Linked DNA regions of Mus musculus: regions 1 and 2 are each linked to region 3. A link is a contact called in public ChIA-PET and promoter capture Hi-C data. All regions are on one chromosome and are shown on one strand. Each heading gives the region's core, a stretch centred on a gene start, on an enhancer-like site or on the middle of the called end of the contact. The rest is flanking DNA. Distances are from core to core; before and after follow the strand shown.

Evidence for each region. Promoter capture Hi-C pulls out the DNA fragments that hold promoters and counts their contacts. ChIA-PET counts read pairs in DNA pulled down with a chosen protein or histone mark.
Region 1: a contact with region 3 is called in an RNA polymerase II ChIA-PET map of memory CD8 T cells, with 12 read pairs. The contact joins the enhancer-like site here to the promoter of Tango6 in region 3. A contact is called at or near these places in 6 of 39 promoter capture datasets (3T3-L1-derived adipocytes, embryonic stem cells, stem cell-derived epiblast-like cells and 1 more), 1 of 15 datasets of contacts at CTCF or cohesin (embryonic stem cells), 5 of 484 Hi-C or Micro-C datasets (embryonic stem cells, reprogramming fibroblasts and undifferentiated spermatogonia), 8 of 115 datasets of contacts at active chromatin or transcription factors (T-cell acute lymphoblastic leukemia, a beta-TC-6 cell line, embryonic stem cells and 2 more) and 2 of 9 other capture datasets (embryonic stem cells and macrophages).
Region 2: a promoter capture Hi-C map of macrophages shows a contact between it and region 3, with 5 read pairs. The contact joins the promoter of 1110028F18Rik here to the promoter of Tango6 in region 3. A contact is called at or near these places in 2 of 39 promoter capture datasets (3T3-L1-derived adipocytes and macrophages), 5 of 115 datasets of contacts at active chromatin or transcription factors (a beta-TC-6 cell line, embryonic stem cells and pancreatic cancer cells) and 1 of 9 other capture datasets (macrophages).

What each region holds. Positions count from the first base shown.
Region 1 is chr8:106,559,638-106,563,102 of GRCm38.p6, reverse strand. No RefSeq gene overlaps it. Among named protein-coding and RNA genes, the nearest start is that of 1110028F18Rik, 26 kb to the left of the region's middle. Within about 2 kb of position 1,747, at least 137 of the 459 cell types and tissues checked have an H3K27ac peak or open chromatin away from gene starts, as enhancers often do. A contact at or near this core is called in memory CD8 T cells and pancreatic cancer cells, where this site is marked.
Region 2 is chr8:106,585,194-106,588,774 of GRCm38.p6, reverse strand. It overlaps 1110028F18Rik (RIKEN cDNA 1110028F18 gene), which reads right to left and starts at 1,632. Exons shown (of 3, transcript NR_045470.1): 1 at 1,358-1,632.
Region 3 is chr8:106,680,685-106,684,319 of GRCm38.p6, reverse strand. Tango6 (transport and golgi organization 6) reads right to left here and starts at 1,252. Exons shown (of 18, transcript NM_173037.1): 1 at 1,065-1,252. The coding sequence starts at 1,167.

The sequences.
Region 1 (3,465 bases), core at 498-2,997, 120 kb after region 3:
AGAGGTTAAGAGCACTGACGGTTCTTGCAGAGGTCCTGAGTTCAATTCCCAGCAACCACATGGTGGCTCGAAACCATCTGTAATGGGATCTAATGCCCTCTTCTGGTGCATCTGAAGACAGCGACAGTGTACCCACATACATGAAATTTTTTTAAAAAGTAGTTATTATGTAAATGAATATAAAGACCCTGGAATAATGCCCACTACACGCAAAGGGGCCTCAGAAGAGGCTGGAAGGACTGACATAAGAAATAGATATATCTTGAAAAACCAAAAAAAAAAAAAAAATATATATATATATATATATATATATATATATATATATGAATAATGGTGCCTTTAATCCCAGCACTTGGAAGGCAGAGGCAGGTGGATATCTGACTTCAAGGCCAGCCTGGTCTACAGAGTGAATTCCAGGACAGCCAGGGCTACACAGAGAAACCCTGTCTCAAAAAACCAAAAAAGAAAAAAAAAAAAAAAAGAAATAGAGAACCACGGTCACGTGGGCAGCCCTGCCTTCATGCAGGACCTGAATAACATCTGAAGGATATTTTTGTCCCGTGTGCCTGCACTTTGGCTCCAGCTGTAACTTCTGGCAGGGTAAGGTGTGACCTTGTGATATTGGTCAAGTGTTCTACCTTGGAGTGTAGTCCAGGAGGCACCTCAGTTGGATGCTGTTCTTTAGTAACCACCAACCTTTGTTTGTTTGCTTGTTTGGCTGGTTGGTTGGGTTTTTTTGAGACAGAGTCTCTCTATGTAGTTCTGGCTGTCCTGGAACTGGCTATGTAGCCCAGGCTGGTCTAGAACTCAGAGAGTTCTGCCTGTCTCTGCCCCCTGGATGTCAGCATTAAGTGCATTTACTGTCGTGTCTGGCAGAGGTTTGAATCTCAGGATAAAAAGAGGTCTTCGGACGGAGATACCTCGGTTGGTAGAATGCTTGCTTGCCACTCATGAAGGATTACGTTCAATTACACACTTCATAAACTAGGCGTGGTGGTATATTCCTGTTAGGTTAGCATTTGGGAGGCAGAAACAGGAGAACAGCGGGTGAAGCTACATAGAGAGTTCAGATTGGAACAGCCTGGGACACCTCAGGTGTCCTCAAAGAAAACATAAAGGCCCATCCTTGTCACTCTGTCTCTCCAGGTATCTACCTGTGTAGATCAGGCTGATCTGGAACTCTCAATTCCTTTCAGCCTTCCTCTTAAATGCTGAGATTACAGGTACGCACCCTGGTGTGCCACCACACCCAGCCCAGCACTTCTCCTAACTCTCTCCATTTCCTTTTCTTGACTTTGTTCTAAACTTACTCATTTTATTATTGTACGTGTACAGATGTTTTGCCAGCATGTATGTTTGTGCACTGTGTGCACACCGGGTGCCCATGTAAGTCAGAAGAGAGCTTTGAATCCCTTGGAACTGGAGTTATGCTTGTGAGTCACCATGCTGGGAATTGAATTTGGGGCCTCTTGCAAGAGCAATACGTGCTCTTAACCACTGAGCCGTCGCTCTGGCTCTCAATTCCTTTTTAAAAGGAAGACATAAAAAGCTCGTTGAGAGACCAGACCATAAGCAGCTCTTTGGTAAGGGTCGTGGCTCATCAAGCAGCGTCCGTTCAGACACCATCCCCATCATCAAGAGAGCTTTTTCATCCACTGACTCAACAAGTATTTACCGAGCATGTGTTCTGTGCAGGCGGAGCTGTCTTCGCAGGCAGACTTCCATGTAAGGTATGCCACAGCCAGTGGCCCTGTGGCATGTGCCCTCCCTTCCTGTGGCCCCACCCTGCCAAGCCAGGCTGCAAAGGCCAGCCCCAGCTGTGGTTTGGGAGAATGGCGCCCTCTGCTGGGAAGGAAGGGGACGTTCCGTTCCTTTGGGCAGTCTTCCCATGGAAGCTCACCTTCCGCGGAGGATCCCTGTATACGGATGTGTATGGGATGCCGTCACTCCCATCAACCTCCTACATCAGTAGGGCCAACGGTCATCTTAAACAGCCCTCCCGTGCTAGGCATCCTTCAGAGAGCGGAAGCAATTTGCCCAAGGCCTCATTCAGAAGGGCAGGATCTGAATTTGGTCTCTGACCAACAGTGGCAGCTTACACCTTTAATCTTGCACTGGGGAGGCAGAAGCAAGTAGATGTCTCTGAGTTCGAGGCCAACCTGGTCTACAGAGTGAGCTCTAATACAGCCAGGGCTACACAGAGAATCCCCTCCCCGTCTCAAACAAAACAAAGCAAAAAAGAAAGCTGAAGGTGGGAAGGAAGGCTCTGCCTTCTTTGTGAGCAGGTGATCCACGGAGTTCCCCAGTGAGTCAAACTAGACACATAAAGGATGGAACGCTGGTGAGGGGGCTGCTCCAACTGTCAGTGGTGGCCTGTCACCTAGCTGACCTCTCAGACAGTCCCTGCCCTGACTGGACTTCTGGCCATATTCTTAAACCCCTTCTTCAGGCCACACAATGACTGGGTATGCAGAGTTACCTACACCTTAATGGAGGGGAAAACCCCAGGAAAGACTGCTTAGGTCAGCCACAAAGTCAAAAGGCCTGCTACTAGGATGGATGACCTCACTTGGGGTGAGGGGTGTTTGTAAGGAGAGTGTGGGAGGAGGGGGCTGAGGAGATAGGACTCAGGGAATCCAGAGATCTTTCTCAAAAGAAAGCTCAAGGGGGCTGGGTGTGGGTTTGTTTTGCTGTTGTTTTGAAACCGGTTCACCAGGAAGCTGGAGGCTGGCTTTGAACTCTCACTTTGGGATCTTTGGTTCAGGCATCCTTAGAGAGTCACTTTTTCTTTTCTTTTGGGCTTTTTAGAAGCCTGGGGACAGATTTGAGAAGATCTGACAGGCATTCTCAGTACCAACTAGCCATTCCAGGTTGAGCCTTCGACTCCAGAGAGCCCTGATCTCAATCAGTATCAGCTGACCTGGAGGCAGCTTTGAAGCCTCCACAAAGCAGATGCCCTGGACCGTTTGACGTTAGAAACAAAACAAACCCTTAGGACTTATGTTCACAGATGGTGGCGGGGGCAGAGCAATACCAAATTGGGATTGATGGAGACAACGGAGGGGCCCCCACACTATTGTGCAAACGTGACACAAAACATGATTGCAACACACCGGGTAAACGTTGGAGGGCACACACAGCTGATAAACTACAAAAAGATCAGCCAGATACCCAGGCAGTCCTTGTTAGCATGCCATCCCATTAGTTGTGTATGTGTGTGCAAGCGGGTGCAATTATCACTCACCAGGAATACTTAAAGATAGTGACTTACACTCTGAAATATATTTTTTTCTTTAAAAAAAAAAAAAAGCAAATAAAATCAAACTAAACCACCACCACCAACAACAAAAACTGCGGGGCTGGAGGGACGGCTCAGCAGTTAAGAGCACTACCTGTACTTCCAGAGGTCCTGAGTTCAATTCACAGCAACCTCAAGTAATGGAATCTGATGCCCTCTTCTGGTGT
Region 2 (3,581 bases), core at 383-2,882, 96 kb after region 3:
AACAAACAAAAAAAAAAAAAAGAGAGAGAGAGAGAGAGACTGCCTCCCTTCTCAGAGTGGGGTGTGTGTGTGTGGAGGAATCAGGCCAATATCAGACCCAGCCTAGGGGAGAGAGAAAGCCCCTCCCAAAGGGCAAGCCCTCTTGAAGTTTGCCAGCCAATGAAAATAGCTCCTTGACAGTCAGTTTCACCCTGGCTAGATAGAATCACAGATACCAAGGGAAGGGCTGGAAATTCACTGTGTGTGTGTGTGTGTGTGTGTGTGTGTGTGTGTGTGTGTGTGTGTGTGTGTGTGTGTTGGGGGAGTGTCTAGAGACAAACAACTCTGCTTTTGCTTTGTTTGATTTAGAATTCCAGGTAGCCTAGGCTGGTCTAAAACTCACCATGTAGATGAGGCTAGCCCTGAACTTCTGATTTTCCTGCCTCGATCTCCTAAATAGTAGGATTACAGATGTTTGCTAACGTGCCCAAATTGCTTTTATTTTTTAAATTAAAACATTGTTTTCTTAGACTATATATTATTCTATATCTAGAAGTGATGTGTGGTGTGTGGGTGTGTGTGTACATGCGCACACGCACAGGGTACATGGATGTGTGTGTGTGTAAATTTTCCTTACTATAAGGAACTTTGAAGCCAGCATGATAATGCACACTTGTAATTCCAGCCCTAAGGAGGCTGGGGCAGGAGGATTATAAATTGGAGACCAGCCTGGCCAACATAGGGAGTTCCAAGCCAGCATGAACTACACAATGAAACCCTCCCTCAAAAAACGTCAAGGGAGGAAAGAAACTTTGTGTCTCACTTTTTTTTTTTTTTTCAATTCCCAGGAGCTAGCCAGAACATATTGTAGGGAACTGGCTGGTGTGATCTGAAAGCAAAATGGTTTTCCTTCAGTAACTCTGTTTCCCCTCTAAGATAACAAACAAGCCTAGAAGAAGTTCCCAGTTTTCTTCTAACCCTAGAAAGTTTGAGCCCATTTAATTGAGTTGATTAATCTACTTATTTATTAGTTAGATTGTTTGTTTTTGAGAAAGCCTCTCTATGTAGACCAGGCTGGCTCACAGAGATCTCCTGTTTCTGCCTCCAGAGTGCTAGGATTAACAGTGTGTGTCACCATGCCTGCTCTTTCAGCAGATCCTACTGGCATGTGCCACCACAACAGGCCATGCCTGCTCTTTCTGGTTTTGCTTTAGTTTTTTGTTGTTGTTGTTGTTGTTGTTGTTGTTGGTTTGTTTTTTTTTTTTTTTTTTTTGAGATAAGGTCTTGTAACTTTAATTCTTTAAATCCTATTTTTAATGATGCTTTAACCTCCCTTTTAGCTCACCAGCCACCAGAGGTAATGAAAAAGAAAGGATACAGGGGTCAGGGGAGAGTAGACCTGTTTAGGAAGGTTCTCTGGAAATCAGTTCAGGTCACAGGTTACCAGGCAGCCGAAGCTCTACTCACTCACAAGCATTTCATGGATACACCAGCAGTCCAGTTCAGTAGAGTTGGATTAGTAACAGTGGTGACAAGACCTAGCAGAGCCAGCCAGGCTTCAGCCTGGGCTCCAGTCAGCCGGAGGGATTAGGAGGAATGCCAGGAGAAGTTCTCAGCTATGCCTCTCTCAGGGAAACGAACATCAGCAAAGCCGCCACACCCATAAGCGTTGCACAGCTAGCTCTATAAGCAAGCCAAGCGCAGCCTCTGTTACTATCCCTTGACTCCTTCAAACATCACGTGTCCTCCACATATCTTGCCTCAGACGGGTCTTGCCTCAGCATGCGCATCCAATCAGCCCAAGTCCTTGGAAGCAGCAACAAACTGCAGCACACCCTCAGAAGCTTTTTGGTGCATTTCTCTCTGGTGTCCCAACAAATGCAGCTCAAAGCATGCAATGGGAGGCAGACCAATACATGTTAGCAAAAAAAAAAAAAAAAAAAAAAAAAAGAAAAGTCCTTCATCACGTGCCCTTTCACATGCTTGCTTTAGCAGAACATCCTCTCTCCTGTGTCTGCTTCAGTCCGCCTTAGCCTTTCACACCTGGGTCCACTTTAATGAAATGTTCCTTCAAACTCGAATGTTTGCCCCAGCAAAACTATCCAACCAACTTTCCAAAGAACCATCATGTTTCCATGTTAAGGTCTCATACTCCAGGCTGATCTGGCACTCGGGGGATGATCCTGAACTTCTCATTCTTTTATTCCCAACTCCCTAATTCTGGGGAGCTACCACAAGTACCCTGGATATTCTGTCTATGGGATGGACCGCAAGACTTTGTCCTTGCTTCAGAAGAGCTCTGCCAGCTGAGCATCACCCCTGGAGCTCCCAGCCTTTTTTTTTTTTTTTTGGTTGGGGGTGGGGGGCAGGGGAGTTGAGACAGGGTCTCTCTGTGTAGCCCTGGCTGTGCTGGAACTTGCTCTGTAGACCAGGCTGGCCTTGAACTCAGAGGTCCACCCATCTCAGCCGCCCAAGTGCTGGGATTAAAAGCATACACCACCACCAACCTGGCAGCTTTGTTCTCTTATTATTTTGAAATAGAGTCTCATTAAATTTTCAATACGGCTTTGACCTTGCTCCATAGCCCAATTGGTGATCCTCCTGCTTCAGTCTTCCCAGTAGCTAGGATTATGGGTGGCACTGCCAAGCAGATAATTTTGGACTTCTTGGCATTGGAGGCTATATAGTATTCTGGTTGCCATTTCTTCCCATAGGAGCCTTGGAGTTAGTTCTCAACTGAGTGAAATTTATGGGTCCTGTCCATTGATTTTCAATTTTCAGCTCAATCTCCAGACTAAGCACTGGAGGAATAGTTACAGTTACAGAACAAAATATAAATGTTCTGAATAATGCATGATGATTAAAAATTGCAAGCCAGGCACTTGAGAGGCCAAGGCAGGCACCGGGTTGCAAACTGTTCTACTCGTATTAGGGAAGTCTGCATGGGAAGCAGCGGTTCCTCTTTCCTCTTAGGGAAACTGAGAGGTGGTAAGATTATCCATGGCCAGTAGTAGGCAAACTGGGGTAAGATATAGTGGACCAGGCACTGTGCTAAATACCAGCAACAGAAAAAAGGGCAATAACATTATCTACATAGAATGACCCTTAGTGCTAGGGTGACCAACTGTCTCCATTTGCCAGAGATGAAGGGTTCCCAAGACAAAGGACTTTACATGCTAAAACTTGGACAACCCCATATAAACCTCCGTAAGTCAGTCATCTCAGACTCAGTAAGCATTGAGTGACCTTCTGCACTTGAGTGTGCGTGTACACATGAGTGCCACTTAAGCCTGTGTTGGTAGAAGGGCTGGGATTTAGTTTTTCCACATTTTATAGGAGGCAAGGTGGAGCTGGCCCGGTTGGAGGCAGACTAAAGCAGGTGGCAGAAACTTCCTGTCAGGGTTAAGAAACCAGAGCCATAAAATAAGGGCAAAGAACAAGGTGTCCAAGGCAGTCTGGGAAAGTTCCAGGGTCCAGACTCAAGGGGAAGAGGCCCGTATTGTTCAATGAGATCATTTGTTCAGTCAGCCCGTCCGTCTGTCAGTAAACATTCACTGAGCCACCAGTCTGCAGGAAGCACAGAGCTAACAAGGAAGGGCCGT
Region 3 (3,635 bases), core at 3-2,502:
ACTAAATGATCTACAAGTAAATGGACTATAGGGACTGGCGCTTAGTAGGCAATCATCTACTACTAATTGCTTTTCACGTCCCACTAAGTACTCTGTAATGTTTGCAGCTGTAGTTTGGGGGTCGACATTTAAGACCGAGAGTGTTCACCTTGTAATCACACACGTTGCCTTTACCTTGATAATTCTACACGCACCCAGACATGCTGTGCTTATAATTAGGATCCTATTTTCTTACACCCTTCTACGTTTCCAGATGCCATCAGAAGTTCTATTCTGAATAATCTGCCTTAGTCTGACAAGGAGATCAGGCAGAACTGAGTTCTAGGTCCATGGACATCCCTCTAATATAACCACCTGATTTGAGGTGTGAGTTCCAGGACAAACCTTAACTATACAGTGATACCCTGTCTAAAGAAAGAAAGGGGCAGGAGGTGTGAATGGTCATGCTTGCCTTTAATCCCAGCACTGGGGAGGCAGAGGCAGTTCAAACCACCACAAATTGGGACTCAACAGTGAGAATGCAAGGTCTCACTATTCCCAAGGTCTCTTCAAATACTAAACTGGGAAGTTAACTCAACAAGTGATTAAAGGTGACTGTGCACCTCTGATACCAAAACAGAAACCCTTAAAAATCTTCCTCAAATTCAGCCAAAAAACGTCCCTGCTGGGCATCTCTGGTCACTTGGCATTTTGTACAAATCTCAAGCGTGCACACCAGGCTCGGAGCCCTCAAGCGGTTGGGACATCACATTACACCTGTGTGAAGGCGTCTCCAGTCCCTGTGTCAGGGCTGTGCTGGAGCAAACAGTGGACCGAAGCCGCTGCTCAGCGAGGCGCCCAACGGACCTCGGCCGGCATCAGCGGTCAGCGGACTGCAGGCCCTTTCCTGGAGCTTCAGTTTAAGTTTTAAGTGAGACTGCACAGAGCCCAAGCGCTCCCGGGAGTGGGGATGGAGATGCCGGGAGGGCCTGCGGGAAACATGCGGTAGCAGCCAGGGCGAGCCTGGGTGACCCGCGACCCCGCGAGCCTCAGGTCCAGCCCCGCGCCGAGACTCGTCCTCTCACCTCCCGGGCTCAGCAGCAACTTCAGCGCTTCCAGAACCTGCTCCAGACCACATGTCACCAGAACGCCACTCGGCGCAGCCGCCGCCGGTCCGGAGGCCGCCATGATTGGAGTGGAGCGACCTGCGACGTGCTCAAACACCCAAGTGGGCCAGCGCGGCCGCCATTTTGAATGTGGCGGAGGCGTGTCCTCTGCTGGAGGGCGGGGCCCAAGACCTGGGGCGGGGCCTACTCTGTCTGGAACGCCCCTTCTCCGGGAAAAAAAAAAAAAACAAGATACAGTTTCTTGTGTTCTCCCAGAGCGCCCCAGTTCAATTCCCAGCATCCCTATCAGACACCAGCCTGCAAACTCAGGTCCAGCAACTCATGCGCATACACACGCATGCACAAGCATAACTTACAAAATATTTTTTAAAAGAAAATATAGGGGGCTGGTGAGATGGCTCAGTGGGTAAGAGCACCCGACTACTCTTCAAAAGGTCCAGAGTTCAAATCCCAGCAACCACATGGTGGCTCACAACCATCCGTAACGAGATCTGACGCCCTCTTCTGGTGTGTCTGAAAACAGCTACAGTGTACTTACATATAATAAATAAATAAAATCTTTAAAAAAAAAAAAAAAAGAAAGAAAATATAATTGAAAAGGTAAAATAAAAGACCAATGTGGTGACATGTATCTTTAAGTCTAGTACTTAGAACCAAAGGTCAGCCTGGTCTACATACATAGTAAGCTCAAGGCCAACCAGGAACTCTGAGAGACCCTGACTCAAAAACAAAAAGAAAAAAAACACAAGTAGTCTTGCATGGTGGCCCATGCTTCTAAATCTCAGCTATAGAGAATCACGTGTTCAAAACCAGTGAAGGCAGCTTAGTGAGACCGTCTAAAAGCTATGAAGGATTGGAAATGTTATCCAGTAATAACACTCTAGCACACAACCATGAGTTTGGTCCTCAGTACTTCAACCCAGGGGGTGGGGGAGGGAACAGAAATAGTTTCTCGTAAAAATAATACACATTTTAGTATGTAAATTTTCAAGTACTGAAAGAAACACAATAAATAAAGTTCACAGATGTACATAGACCCTGAAAGAGAAGCTCACACCAATGACACCAGCGTTCAGGGAAGCTGACGTGGCAAGACAAGTTCATAACTTTCTCCCCAAAAGTAACAGTAACAAAAAATATTCAACTTTGTATTACTGATTCCTTTTTCTGACATTTAAAAGTAAATACACACTGGGATAGAGAGATGGATCCGTGGTGTTGTTCTTGTAGAGGACCCAGGTTTAATTCCCATCGCCTACAAGGTGGCTCACAGCCATGTATAACTCCAATTCTAGGGGATCCAATGCCCTCTTCTGGCTTCCAAGATGACCAGCCACTCATGTGGGGCACAGACACACGTACAGGCAAAATACTCATAACTGTAAAATAAATAATTCTTTAATCTAAAGATAAATACGCACACACACATATCCTGTATCTGTGAATGTGTTAGCTACAGACAGCCCCATTGGAATATCTTGGTTTTGTTGGGTGATGGTGAAAGACCCTCGAGGGGAGACCCTCACTCAGACCACTCAAGTCCCGGGACAGCCGCGTACCCAAGAAGACACTGAGACCATACATAAAATGTAGAAGGCAAGATTTAATAAAGCAGCGACATGAAAGCACACAGACCAGAGCTCTGGGGTCGAAATAAAGCAGCAACATGAAAGCACAGAGCTCTGGGGTCGAAACTCATACACCTAGTGGCACCTAGTGGTGTAGAGGAGAATCGACGGTCAGCCAAAATTTTTCACAGGCTTATATAGTAAAACTCAAAGGGGGAGAACTGGGCAGGGAAAGTACAAGTTTACATCACTAGGGAGTTCTGCCAAAGGAATCTACGTAACTAAGGAGTCATGTCCTATCAAGGAACCTACGTAACTAAGGAGTACCTGGTTCATTTTGAGGTTGTTCCAGGAGGCCTTTATCTCAAAAATGTTCTTGGAACAGTTTTTAGTTGGGAGGGTTCGAACTTTAGGGTGAGGAGTTTTGGGGTGAAAAGTTTAGGAGTGTTCCGAGAACAACCTCTAGATGGGAGGGGGTGGGCTCCGAGGTAAAAAGTTCATGTTCTCACAAGAGGCCAGTAATTTTTTATTCTTCATTCCCCACTTCTTCTTGTTAGTAATTCTAATCTTAGAATTTCAGAAGTCTATATCTCTATGTGGAGAATACTGCATTTACTCTATCTTTAACATGGGAACAAAAACAGAATAAGGCAGATTAGTAAACAGAACTAGGCAGGGACCCTTCTAGTGAGGCTTGAGGGTCTCAGCATGACGCAGGTGTATGTAGATCAGATCTCTGGCTGGAACTGGTAAGATGTCCTTGGGGTACCCAGCTCGTTCACTGTAGCCAGTTGTGACCAGACTTCTTTCTGCACCATCTGTAAGCCTTTTAACTTAACATATAGATCATTATTATAACAACATAGGTTTAAACACATCATTTAAGACAGTGATGGGCACAGGAGCCCCATAAAGGATCTCAAAAAGAGTAAAACAAAACTGAATCAAGAGGGAGTATTCT